Regions from separate parts of the Rattus norvegicus genome. Here region 2 is linked to region 1. A link is a contact called in public Hi-C data. All regions are on one chromosome and are shown on one strand. Each heading gives the region's core, a stretch centred on a gene start, on an enhancer-like site or on the middle of the called end of the contact. The rest is flanking DNA. Distances are from core to core; before and after follow the strand shown.

Region 1 (6,976 bases), core at 3,159-5,658:
TTGCTGCCCCTTTTCAGCTGTCCAGCCTCTTGCAGAGAAACCCCTGATGACACATGTGAAATCCATTGCAATCCTTTTGTAGAAGGTGTTGCAATATAAAACGCTATTACAGTGTAACTGGCATGAATTTGCTAAGAGGACTCCTGTCATAAGGGACCAAGTCATTTGGTTGAGCTTGCTAGAAGACGTACAGTGTTGATTTTATTTCTGCACTTCATTATGAATTTTGGAAATGCGGTCTTTCTCTGAAGGACTTTGTGAATTGTATTGCATAAAATTATAATGCATAAAAATTATAATGCATTAAAAAGGGAACTTGCCAGCATTTCCACTTCTTCCTGGAATGTTGCCATAGTGTTCTTCACTAGTATGATTAGCTATCTATGTCCAGGCTCTATGCAGTTATTCAGGTTGATGTTTCATTTTAAAGAATGTACTTGTAAAATGTAACAAGACCAGTAGCTAACTTTTTTTAAGGTCTGGTAGAAGTAATATTATGTGTTAGACTTAAAATTATAGTGAAATCTGTTTTATACTATTGTGACTAGCAAAGATTATGCATTTATGTAGAAACAGTTACAGAGTGCCCTATATAAGAGATACTAGTTAAGATAGGTTTCACTCCTAATTATCAGAATTGTGATGCTGCTAATGTGTGTTGTTCTTGGTTTTTCAGAAATTCTCTATGATACTGAGTACAGTACCATTTTTGTTTCATTCAGAGACAAGTTAACAACTGTTCTGTTGGTTCACTCTTATAGCAACTTGGATTTTGTCATTAAATATTTTAACTCTCTGGTGAATGTTTGTTCCTCTCCTTTATTTATGAAACATACGAAATACCAACCAGCAGGTAAACACCATGACACTTCTTACACTTGGGGACAAACCTTATATCCCCACAGGAGACCTCAGGATGGAGGCCAAAAGATGATGAAATTATGGGAAAACTTGAAGTTTAAAAGAAACATATCATGGAGACAAAAGAGCTAAGCACAATGTAGAGCATGCCCATATTAAGCAACTATTGCATTTTTGGTTCTTTTCTGTGAATGAAGCAGTTATGTTGACCACTGTGTTCACTCTTACTGGTATCCAGTGATACGTGTTCTGTTTACAGGTTTGTTTCAATCATCAGTATGCCCAATCATTGAGTAGACCAGCGTCATGCCCTGTTAAATTGTAAGGTAGACTGGATCACAATGTGTTCAGTTGTTGGCATGTTTCTGTCAGCAAAGCAAATGCCACCCCATTGGCTTTCAAGAGAAGCGACCTGAGTAATGTTAGCAGCCGAATGGCTATCTCTGGAGGGTACACACCATGAAGCAGGCAGACTCAGAGGCAGGTGGGTCTCCCCTACCCCAAGATGAAACAATAGCGAGAGTTTGGTTCAATGAGAACCGAGGTAATTGTGCACTTCAAAGATACCTGCTCTTCTGAACAAATTTACAACCCATCTGGTTGATCTACAGAGATTATCATCCTGTGAGAAGGATTTTAATTGTTATCAGTTATGCATTTACCAACTCCAATTTTGAGAGAATGAATATGACAAGTTGATAAGGTCACTTCATCTGGAGAGAGTACTTCCACAACAGTAACACTGAATATGCCTCCAATGGGCCCTTCCCAGCAAGAAACAAAAACAAACACTTACATGGCATGGATAGAAACTCATGCCTAACTGGACAGCACTCCTCTCCCGTGTGGAATTTGGACTTATACATGTAGAACAGGAACTTATGTGTGAAAGGTAGAGGTTACCAGGAGGAGAGCAGGCGAAAGCAATAGGAAGAAAGAGAGATACAGCATACTTTCACGTGCAATCTGGATTCATCACATGTGTATATAGAGAGCAAGGGGGCCAGAAGGCAATGGACTGAACAGGAGCACAGTGTAATGAAATTCACGAAAACATCATGAAGCTCCTCATTTTATGTAACTTCAGCTTTAAAACCTGCCTGTACCCACAGGCAAGGTTCAGTTCACTGCTCGGAATGTGATTGCTAAATCCTCAGCCAGGTAAGACACCAAAAGAAGGGTGTCCTTCGGTTCTCATTAGAAATCCGGAAATCGTATCTGTGTTCCACGACTTGACAAATAGCCAGTGCAATCTTTGTGTCTCTGGCTCATAATTCTGGGGGATCCCTTGGGTGATCGTGCAGACACATTGCCTTTGCGTTCCAGTTATGTAACAATACACCACCCATGATACAAAACTGCCCACTTTATGGCCAAAAGTGAAAATTACAGTAAAATATTTGGGTTCCACAAGTACTCTTAAGAGTGTACCCCTAGTAACCTGAAGCTCCCCTACTACGCCCACCTCTTAAAGGTTTAGCTTTCAAATGACAGGCCAGTTCTTTACAGGTTGAACTTTTGAAAACATTAAAAAAAAAATCCAAGCCATAGCAACATGTAATTGTTTTATGAAGTCAAACCTTCCTGATGCAGAAGTTATCTTCAAACCTTCATCAAAGTCTAATCTGTCCAAAGTCTTTTTACTATTTCTTCTTTATCTCTTCTTCAGCTCAGCCTGTCTAAGGGGCACATGTCAGAAAAGTGTGGATTTACCCAGGGTTACAGCCAGCCTTTACCCTGACTGTCATAGCCAGTTCTAATGTTATTCCAATGTTTACTTTTACTTTTAGATTTGCTGTTTTGCTATCCCTGGTTATCTTGCTTTTGTTAATTAATTAATTCATTGATTCGTTCTACAGGCCCCAGATGGTGGGGCAGCTGGTTTTCCCAGATGCTTACTAGATTTAAACTAGCAAATAAAAGCTGCCAAGAATGTTCAGTATAAAGTGTATTTATACTGAATTACCAGTAGGTGTAGTTTTTTTTTTTTACATTGATTCTCATATTTTCACATTTGAGCCTCATCTGGAGCCTCTGTATTTCCCAAATCCTATTTTCACTGCCCACTTCCTCCTTATTCTTTGGGAGATATGAACAAATGTCTGTATACTCCAGACTGGGAACTAAGCCCAGACCAAAATAAGGATACTATTGAAAATCCAGCTTGGTAAACCATGACATTTTTTTTTTGTTTGGTTGTTTGGTTTTATTGCTCTTGCTTATAGGCATATAGGTGAGGGGTTACTTACAGGAGCAGAAATGACTTGGAGACAGCTGCATCACTGAAGCCCAAAGCCCACTCCAGCATAGGCGACAGCTCACAAAAGCTGGGAGCCTGGAGTACACTGTACAGCCCATAAGCAGCTGGTCAAATTAGAAAGAATCTTTTCCAGGTGAGCTTGTTTCAGGAAGCTTAGCTATTGTCTTTCTTTTCTAGGTCTAATTTTCTGAGAGTATTTCTCATCAGTTCTTATTGCTTATATTGGGAAAGGAGAGATGTAGAATTTTAATAAGTTTCAGGGACTTCTTGAAGCTTTTCAGTTGCTTCCTTCCTGTTAGATTCCCTGCAGGAGTAATGTTTCACACCCATTGAAAACATCATGTGACTGCCTCCTTCAGGATGGAAGTTTGGAAGTTTACCTCAGAGGAAGTTGCTATAGAACAAGCCTTTTCTTCAAGTTTTCTGCCACAATTTCATCTGTTGGCTGAGTCATTGCTAAGCTCCATAGGTCTTCAGGGTGACTACATGAAAGGTCTGGCCCATCCCATGGCCCATCGCATTGAGTGTCATGGAATATGATATAGAAACCAGATCCATGCATGTCAGGTCTACTGGTTTGTGATTTAGCTGGCCATATGTGTCAGCATTATTCTCAGACTTCCTCTATTAAGGCCTTCTAAATACTACTGGTTCTTTCCAGTGGAGGGAAGGTTTATTTTACCACACATACATTTTCCTTTCAATCTGCCCTGGGTGGTAAGTTTAAATATCACACATCTAGAGTTAGATATGGGGGGAAATGAAAGTTATGCTCCAGTCCTTTGAGTCCCAGGTATCACTTGTCAACATTAGATATAGATGAGGCTTTTGTCCAATGCCAGTTGTATTACAGTTGCTCTGACAATTATTTGTTGGATGACACAGAAACAAGAAAACCAAGCCCATGAATTCCTCAAGCATTGCTGGGAGGAAGACTGGAGATCACAAATTTTAAAGAGCATTCCTGTGTAAGCACTGAGCATGTACATCAATGATCTGTTTAATTACGACTAATAATTCCTGGCTGAAGCATAAAGTTTCCTTAAGAACTTCTTTAAGCATAAAGTTTTCCTTAAGAATTGTCTTTTTCTGATTTCAGGATGACAAAGAATACACTTTTATTGAAGAGTAAGCATGCCTTTTATTCACAGCACAAAGGTTCCCTTCTGGGTATTTTGTTTCAGGCCTGGAGTTAACACCCAGTATTTGTAGACATGTTTACATCAGTCTGGAATGTTTCAGTGTAAACTGAGCCATGCCATTTAGGAAGAAAATGTTTAAGGGAGTGGGAAGTCTAGCTCAGCAGTAGAAGGCTTGTCTACAGTGAGGTCCTAAGTTCCATCCCCACTACTATGATAAAAGGAAGAAAGCTGTCCGGGTGAAACTAAGATATATAAATTGTAACACACACACACGCACACGCACACGCACACGCACACGCGCACACACACGCACACGCGCACACACACACAAATTAAATCACTGCCTTTAAAGTGTGGTGAGTTAGGGTAGGGCACCCCCTTGTGGTTACTCGCAGGAGTGTGGATTTCAGGATAATAAAAGAGAAATCTGTGTTCCAAGTATTTCTTCTTTAAAATTCAGCACCAGCTTTGTTAGACTTGACTTTGGAGGTGACTATAAGTGTAGCAACTGAATTACATACTGAATGTACACCCCCATGCATGCCATATCTGGACTCATTGTATGTCAGCTTGGAGTCTGTCCTGTGAATGAGACCAACACAGTGACTTTGGAGGACATTGCTGGCTGCTGAACAAGGTGTTGGCTGGTGAATGGACACACTCTCCTTCACTCCCTACAAGGCATTTGGAGCAAATGCTATCCACACTTCTCTGATCATTTTTTATAATCCTTCTACATCACATAGACAGAAGCTCTAGCAAATGAGAGATAGCTGACCTCAGTGCCCAGTAGGAGCTACGTTCTTAAAAAAAAAAAAAAGTTCCAAGAAACCGAAATTAATAAGGGAAATTCAACTCTATATCTAGGTCACCAACCATGGAGATGAAAATGAGCAGTTAGTTTGGGAGATGTTCTGATGTGTCCTTTGAGTAGGAAATTCATGCCACTCTCTCAAGAGTAAGGTTCAGAATCTTTCAACAAAGTCATCTGCACCACTCCAAGGAGGCTGACAAGAACCTTCTTAGACTACTGCCCTGATGGTATTTAAAAGAACCGTCAGCTCTACAGGTTAAACCTGATGCAATGTTAAAATGGCCCTGAAAGAGAACAGGAGGCAAGGAGTTCTCACTAACATGTACATTGGTGATGTATCTTTCTGGAAGCACCTGACGTATTCAGCTGAAAAACAGTTTCAGAAAAACTATGGTGACAGCATACTATTTCTACACAATTAAAGTTTTTTATTTATAAAATGGAATCCTATCTTCAATATTAGGCCATTCATAAAGCACCGTCCAGACAAGCAAGGTCAGAGCCTCAGCCTGATGAAGTGGCACGTGGTGGAGCAACTGAGAGAGCACTGGGGTATGGAGGTGTGGACTTTCTAAACCCTAGTCCTCACTGTCCCCATGCAGTGTCCAAAGGGTCACGCTATGTATCATCGCCTCTCTCCCTGTGGGCTCATCCTAGTAGCAGTGGGTGGTACTAACTTTTTTTTACTTCATCAAAAGGAAAATGAAGCCCCAAGAAAGTCTTGCCATTATGGAACATGAAACAGGCAGCAGTAAGGCGTAGTGCCAAGTTGCTCATAGAAGAAGACAGCTGGGCTACAAGCCATTCCTAAAGCAAATGTTATGAGCGTCCCAAGGTCAAGGTACTGCACTGTACTGCCCACCTTGGAAGCATTGTATAATAAAGTCTCCAGATAGAGGATATGGATAGGAACTTACTGGGAAAAAATAAAACCAGTGACTTCCAGGCTATCCAGAGCTATATAGACCTTGTTTCAAAAATCCTAGATAGATAGACAGATGGACAGACAGACAGATAGGTAGATAGATAACCCCACTACATTAAAAAAAGACTAATACTATTGAATGGCAGTTAAACTGAGGCCAAATCTTAGAAGCCTACATGGCAGCATTAGGATTTAGGCTGCTGGTCAAGGTACTGCACTGTACAATGCCCACCTTGAAAGCATTGTACCCTAAGACTACTAGTAAAGCTGGTGAGTCCTCATAGCCTGTCAGAGAAGCTGAAGTCTACCCACCAAGAAACATTAAAAATGACAAAGTTTTAAAACCTTTCAGGGAAGTGACATTCATGTTCAAAGAACTGAACTGAGATGTCTTTGCTTCCTCAGTGGGCAAGTCTGGTGTCCTGACAGTGTTCTAACATTAGTTAACAGAAGAGGCTACAGAAAAGAACCAAATCTGGGAAATTACTGAGAAAAATATTGAGGTAGTTAATAAGTTACCTGAGAGTCAGGTTCTGACAGAAGATGCCCAAGGGCATCCTATCAATGGCAGACTCATCTCCCTTCATCTGAACCCACAAGTGTAGCACTGTTATCCACATGGAAAGTGGTAAGGCTACAACCAGCTCAGTTTCTCCTTGAGGGCCCCAATATGGCCTCACTTTCCCCTTGAAAGCAATAGAAGAAAGGATTGGAAGTGAAACAAGTATCTCCCTTTAAGCTCACTCCTGAGCTAGAGGAAGTCCTGACACTTCCTGTTTCTGTAAAGGAAAATGGGGAGCCGCCCTCCCGATTCAGGACCCATCACATGCCTGTCACCCCCAGATTTTCAAGAGAGAATCTGAGGACATTGGAAAGGAGCATGGTTCACATTCTACCCACTGGGTTCCATCATGTCTGCTCTACTCCTGTGGAGTAAAGCAGGGGAAGAAATGAAAGAGAAGAGGGGAAGAAAA
Region 2 (6,976 bases), core at 2,501-5,000, 170 kb before region 1:
TTGTCTAAAATAGATCCATTTATTTTTGGCTGGATTTTTTTTTTCAATTAATATCATGAGAAATAATGATCATGACATTATTTTTTTTTGTTTTTGTTTGTTTATTTATTTATTTATTTATTTATTTATTTTTGGTCTCTCAGTCTCATTATTTAGCTCATGCTGACCTCAAACTTAAAATCCATTTGTTTTATTCCCCAAGTGCAATCATGAACCACCAGGCCTGGTTTGCATGCATTGTTTATAAGTGAATAAACTGGGAACTATGGATGACTAACAGGAAATGCCTGCGGTACTAGAGGGTAGTAGACTATGACTGGAACTTTAGTCCTCTGTCTCCTAGTAATGTTTGCCCTAGACCAAAATTAATTGATTTCAAAACCTAATTCTGAGGTCTGAAGGGTGCTCAGAAGTCAGGGCACTAGCTGCTCTTGCAGAGGTTCCCAATACCCACTTGGTGGCTCACAGATCCAGTTCTAGGGTGATCTGATGCTCTCTTCTGACAACCACAGGCATTGTTTGCACATAGTACACATATATAGGTAGACAGAACTCTCATACATGCAACTGTTTTAAAATTAAGTCATCCAAAATCCCTTTAAAGTAATACGTTGTGTTCATTTTTGTGTATTTAACAATCAGAGAACAATACTCATGCTATTTAATATTGTCCCCCTTCAAGTCCTCTTTGATATACATAAGATGCTTCAATCTGTAAGGATTACGCTGCTGTTTGAGTTCAACACACATGTGAGGGTATGCGTAAGTGTATTGCCACATGTGATCGAGAGAGTGTTTGCAGAAAAAGAGAAGGTGCATCAAATACTTAGACTGCAGCCTGACCACGTTGCAAAAGAGGGGCTTTGATGTCTGGCTAGCTTGATTGGGAAATCATTAGTCATTTTTCATTGGCTTTGTTAGATGAGGTATTCGAGAAATAATAAATGCCCACCAAAATGCTTATGATTTTCACCTTAGGACAGTGCATTTGATCAATAATTTACTTTGACATTTTATCAGAAACAGCACCTGAACCTAAAAAGCAACTGAAGTAAAAGGTAATTAACCTCTTAGGGTTACCACCCCCACCTCCGAATACTAGATTTTTATGTGTACAAAGAACCCATAGCCATTCCCAAAGTTAATTCTAAGAACAAGAGCAAGGTTCACGGAGATTGCATAGCTGGCCTAGCACCACAGAACTCCTGCAGTTAAGCAAAAGAAAAGAAAAAAAAAAAAACCCAACAATTTAAATTTCATCTCTTGCCAACCTGATTTTTTACTCTGGCTAGAGCAGATTAGATGAGGAAGGGATGAATTTAAGGCGAGGTTGACTTGAGTGGCTAAAGTGAGCATCAGGATAGATCTCCATAGTTATCACACACCGTCGGTCAGCTGTGGGTCAGGGAGGCATCTGTCTCGTGAGGTTTAAGGATTGTAAGGATATGAGTTCATCTGTAAAAAGCAGCACACAGTTCTGTCCTTCTCTGCCAGTTCCTTCTGGACACGGAGACCCAGAAAGTGCATAGGGAAAGTACTTTGAAAGCCTGGCGTCATTTTATTTTTGTCTTTTTAATTTAATAACTCATCAACTCCCAATGTGTGCTGTACACATGCTTCTAGTTGTATACTAGAATGACTTCTAGTATGGGGTCACATTCTATAAATCTGACTCTCTCCCCTAGAAACCATCAGTGATCCGTAGCTCCTTAGCTAATGGTGGGAGGCCATGAAACACCCACCTCACGCTAGAATGTTGCCTGGTTTGATCTTGGGCAGATAACCACGGCTGCTGTGTACCTTCCAGGACCATGCATGCTAGTCAACAGCAAAGAAGTTTCTGGGTGGAAGCCAGCTCTACTTCTCCATGTTCAATTATGTAAGTGTTGTCTTCAGCAATAAGACCATACTGTCAAGTTGTGGAGATTAACTACTAGCCTTCACCATAGCCTGTGTTATTTATGGATTAGGAACATATAACTCATATATATATATATATATGTATACAAAAATATATATGATATGTATGCAATATATGATATATGTGTGATATATTACATATATATGTAACATATTAGGAAGCCTCTCTGATAGTAGGATTCTATATGGCTTCTCAAAGGCCTAGTGTGTTAGCTGTCCCTCCCCATATGCCTTCCTTTTCACTGTACTCCAATCCTCCCTATTTAATCATTTTATTCTAGTTTGCCTTTCATCTCTTCATAACATTATATCTCCATTTCCTTGGTAGATCCCCTGATTCCACCCTGGTACTAGATTACCTTCTGTGGTTATTCTATCAATATAAACATATCTAAAACTTAGAACATATGCGCATACATCCCTAAAACATCTATAAATAGGAGAACATAGGCATTTGCCTTTCCTAGGTCTGCGTTACCTCACTCAGGATGATTATTTCCTGCTCCATCCATTAATCCTCAGACTTTCTAGTTTCATTCCTCTTAACAGCCGGCTAATATTGTAGTGTGTAAATGTAGTAAAAAAAAAAACTGAACATCAAGGAAACAAATTGCCCTATTTAAAAATTGACTACAGAATCAGCAGAGAGTCCTCAAAGGATGTAACAAAAATGGTCGGGCTAAGAAACACTTAATAAAACGTTCAGTGTCCTTAGCCATAAAGGAAATGTGAATAAAAACTATTTTGAAATTTCTTCTTACCCAAGTCAGAATGGCCAGGATTAATAAAATAAATGACAGCTCATAGCAGTGAGGATGCCGGGAAAGGGGTGGGGGGAACTCATCCATTGCTAGTAGAAGTGCAAACTTGTACAACTACTATGGAAATCAGTGTGGCAGTTCCTTGGGAGGCTGGGAGTAGATCTACCCCAAGTGATACTCAAAGGTTCTCTATCCTCCTACACAGAGGCTTGCTCATCCAGTCTCTTCTCTTCTCTCTTCGTAATAGCCGGAAGTTGGAGACAGCCTAGCTAGTCATTAACTGATGAATACGTTTGAAGTTTTTGAATGACTTATGGTGAAAGACAATAAAGTGAAAGTTCCAGACTCCTGATGAGCGTTCTCAGAGTTGGGAGTCTCGTTTACTCTACTAAGAATTCCTGGCCAGTGGACTCGATTTGTAATGTCTCTGACTGAAGAAATGGCTGCTTGATGTGATGAGCATCCAGACACAAGGGGTGCCGGTCACAGTGGTTAGCACCTTGTGTCTTCAAAAGTTGGTGGCAGACCACTGGCACCAAAAGCACGGCAAACTATGCCAACTCGCCTCAGGTTGTCTGCTCTCCTGAAGCCCGGCGGATACGGTTTGTTTCCGTTCTACTGTTTGTTTTGAATGCTGCCACACGCAGCCCTCCACAGCTTTGCTGTTGGTATGTTATTATCAGGTCGAGCTGAGATTTATTTAGTTCTGAAGCGTCTTGGCCTTTTGTACAGATCTTAAAAAAAGGAAGCCTGCATTTCCTTTCTGGATTTGCTTCTTATTGATTCATGCAAGGGAGCCTCCTCCTTTGCTGATTCAGCAGTGTCCTTGGTTGCTGGATGGGCAGTTAGTTCTTGGGACTAGTGCCTTTCCTTTTTATTTTTTTATTTTTTTTTGGTACAGAAGTCTATGTTTCTGTTGGTTGTTATACTGCACATGTATAGATCGTTTGTTTTAGGGTTGCTATGCAAACTTTCTTTAGACGTTTATGAACTAAAATTCCAACACAGTGGCCCCCACACCCACACCCACAGGCCACATTCCAGTGCATCTTGCTCATGCCTGAAACTATGTGTAAACCCTATGTGTGTATGCTGCTCTGTCTGGCATCCCTATGATACAAGTTAACTAAGAAACTAATACACAGAGAAATAGACAGAATAATAATGGACAATTATTAACAGTGTACTGTCAGAAGGTACTGAAAACCAGAGTTTATTTCTGGAATTTTCTATTTAATACTTTTAACTGCTGTTGACCACTGGTAACTGAGACCAAGGAAAGATAAAACCGAGATGACGGGAGACCGCTGTGTTCTGAGATCCAACATGCCACCTCTCCCAAGAGAAAAGGAAATCACAAACCTCTCTTTCACTGGAGTTTGGAACTGCTACAAATACCATTTTTTTTTCTCTCTTCTCCAGCAACATAAGAGGTAGCCCTGAGGTCAAACTCTTATTTCCTTTTCTTTTAAGCATTGGGCATCAAATCAGAGCCTTGCGTTTGTTAGGCAGACACCTATCCACTGAGCTGTATCCTCGACTTATACTTAATTCTCTGAGTTTTAGATACTCAGGGTGGGGCAACCCTGCTCTGCCTGTTTCCCCAGCTATCACTTGCTACTCAGATGCCCCTGGCTGGCCCTCTGCATCCTGTCATGCCATCTGCTACTTTTTATTCTGAAATCTCTCTCTCTCTCTCCTCACTGACACTTTCAACACTCTAACTACTCAGAGGGCCTAATCTAAAATGTTAGTCAAAAAATATGACAATTTTTAACACCTTTCCGAACTGCTGTGTCACTGCAAATGGTCACATTTCCCTGTGAGTTTGTACCTGTAGAAGGTGACTTTGGAAAGCAGTGGTTCTAGGGGATCCAACCTTTTGCATTTATCAAGCAATTATTATCATTCATGCTGTGCTTTCCTAACATTTGGGCTTGGTACAAGCAACATGAAAAATACCTGGCTTAACATCTTGATCATTGTGCTTTTGCTCAGAACTTTTTATTTGGTATGAGATTCTCCTATGGCATGAACTTTATATTTCTTTTAGCATTTCTCTCTCTTTCTCTCTCTCTCCCTTCCTCCCTCTCTCCCCCCCCCCCCTCTCTCTCTGTGTGTGTGTGTGTGTGTGTGTGTGTGTGTGTGTGTGTGTGTATACAGAGAATAGTACTGGAAAAGCAAAACTTAATGCCAAAGAGTTTTGCATTATACATTTTCATAGACCGGCTCATTAGCACCAGGAGCACAGTAAATGACTCCTTTAGTTTCAGAAGCAATGCTTGTATGGTTTTTAAATATATATATATATATATATATATATATATATATACATATATATATATATATATATATTCTATATAGCCATACTTACAAATTAATATTCTTTGCTTACCATTGTGATGATTGGGATCTTATTGCCAAGACATAATGTTTCAAACCTGCTTCCTTCCCAAGTCTCATAGCTCAGTGGACACAGAGGTCAGCAGCAGAAAAGAACCTTTTTTTATAGTTAACGTGTTCTTTGAGTCTTTGCTGGAAATAGCAGGGCACGAGCAGGGGGAGAAATGTCTTTAGATTTCCTCATGACCACTTTTAATTTTTCACTAGTGAAGGAAGAGACCAGTGGTACTCAAAATTCTTCAAAGGCTATGACACTTGGTTTACACAAATCATCCAGTGTTTTATGGTATAGTTAACTAGTTAGCATCACAAATTATTCTATAATAAAAGTGAAATTTTACGTAAAACCATTACACAGATTTAATTTACTATTCAGGTAAGTATACTGAATCCAAGTGTTACTTCTGATTCTTGCTTTGTGACTGATACTTCGTGGTGTATCATTCCCTTTATTTTTGTGTGGTTTGCAATTGTAGAGGTGTCTGTGTATGTTGGCAAGTTAGGGGTGATAAGCTGCTCCTGAAGTGAATCTCTTCCATCATTCCTACAGCACCAGAGTGGAGAAACATGTGGCCCAGTATGGATCAAGTGAGAGTTCTGTGTACATAGGCTGTGACTCTTCCATTTATGGGTTGGTAGTAAGTCCTGGAAGTACAGAGGAAGTACAGAGGAAGTACAGAGGAAGTACAGAGGAAGTACAGAGGAAGTACAGAGGAAGTACAGAGGAAGTACAGAGGAAGTACAGAGGAACTTTGTAAAGGCAAAAAGGGTTGGTGGAGAGAAACGTGGACTTTCCAACTATAAAATACTCAAAGTCAGTTGGTCATTTTTTTTTTCCGGAGCTGAGGACCGAACCCAGGGCCTTGCGCTTGCTAGGCAAGCGCTCTACCACTGAGCTAAATCCCCAACCCCAGTTGGTCATTTAAAACCGCAATTTTCACATACATAAAGGCCAAGTGTGAAACTGGTGTATGGTCGTATGCACCTATAATCTTAACGCATAGAAGTTACAGTCTAGTTCAAGTCAGTTAGAGCTACATAGTAAGACCAGTTGGAGCTATACACATGTCTAAAAAATGCCAAATCAAAGAGTATTTTTTTTAAATACTTATTTTAAAAATTTGAGTGCTATCATGAGATAATGCAATGACAAGCTGGTGGGGGTTTAAGCTAGATCATGCTGGATATGTGTGGAGGCTAAGTATGCTGGACGGTCTGAGTGCTGTACCAGTGTCGGTTGTACCCAACTCTGGTTACATTTTGTCCTTGTCTCTCTAGCTCTGGTCACAAAATGTGCTCAATCTGTATGTACTACTTTACTCTGCTGATAGTAAAGATTTCTTGGGCCTGGGTTTGGTGTGGAAGTTGTAGGGTACTACTAGCTCCTGGCCCAGTCAGAGTTAGTTGTCAACACTGTAGTTGGTGAAGAGTTTAGACTCCTGCAGATTGTGGTGCTAGTTTCAGGGATCTGATGGGCCACAAGAGTATGCTTAATGCCTAAAATGCAATATATGTAAGTGCAGAATGCAGTGGGGGCACACACCACTCCTCTGTATCTGTCTTACCTGCTGACAACCAGGGTGCCTGGACCTGACCATCAAGAGAGTGAGGGTTGAGTTTTCGGTTTTGAAGGCAATGTCAACTGTGTTGCAAATCAAGACAACCACAAGGCAGATGCCTTATTGTTTTGTGTGAGGTTTTGTTTTCTTAGACTTGAGGACAGATAAACACCTACTGTGGTGGTTTGAATAAAAATGGCTCCAATAGGGAGTACCTATAGGAGGTATGGCTTTGTTGGAGTAGGTGTGGCTTTTGGGTCATACACCCATAGGCAGATTCTTAGACACCACATGTGTGCATGTGCACAGATACCATTGAGACAGGCTACTTCC

The links. Hi-C and Micro-C count contacts between places; a contact is called where the count stands out from the background.
Region 2: a contact with region 1 is called in a Hi-C map of the A7r5 cell line, with 4 times the contacts expected there. The contact joins two enhancer-like sites. A contact is called at or near these places in 6 of 12 Hi-C or Micro-C datasets (the A7r5 cell line, the Rat2 cell line, Schwann cells and 3 more).

Annotation. Positions count from the first base shown.
Region 1 is chr6:67,641,548-67,648,523 of GRCr8, reverse strand. It overlaps a transcript of Stxbp6 not described here. Among named protein-coding and RNA genes, the nearest start is that of Stxbp6, 240 kb to the left of the region's middle. Within about 2 kb of position 4,408, at least 1 of the 93 cell types and tissues checked has an H3K27ac peak or open chromatin away from gene starts, as enhancers often do. A contact at or near this core is called in the A7r5 cell line, where this site is marked.
Region 2 is chr6:67,806,340-67,813,315 of GRCr8, reverse strand. The region is part of intron 2 of Stxbp6 (syntaxin binding protein 6); the gene reads left to right. Among named protein-coding and RNA genes, the nearest start is that of Stxbp6, 75 kb to the left of the region's middle. Within about 2 kb of position 3,750, at least 12 of the 93 cell types and tissues checked have an H3K27ac peak or open chromatin away from gene starts, as enhancers often do. A contact at or near this core is called in the A7r5 cell line, where this site is marked.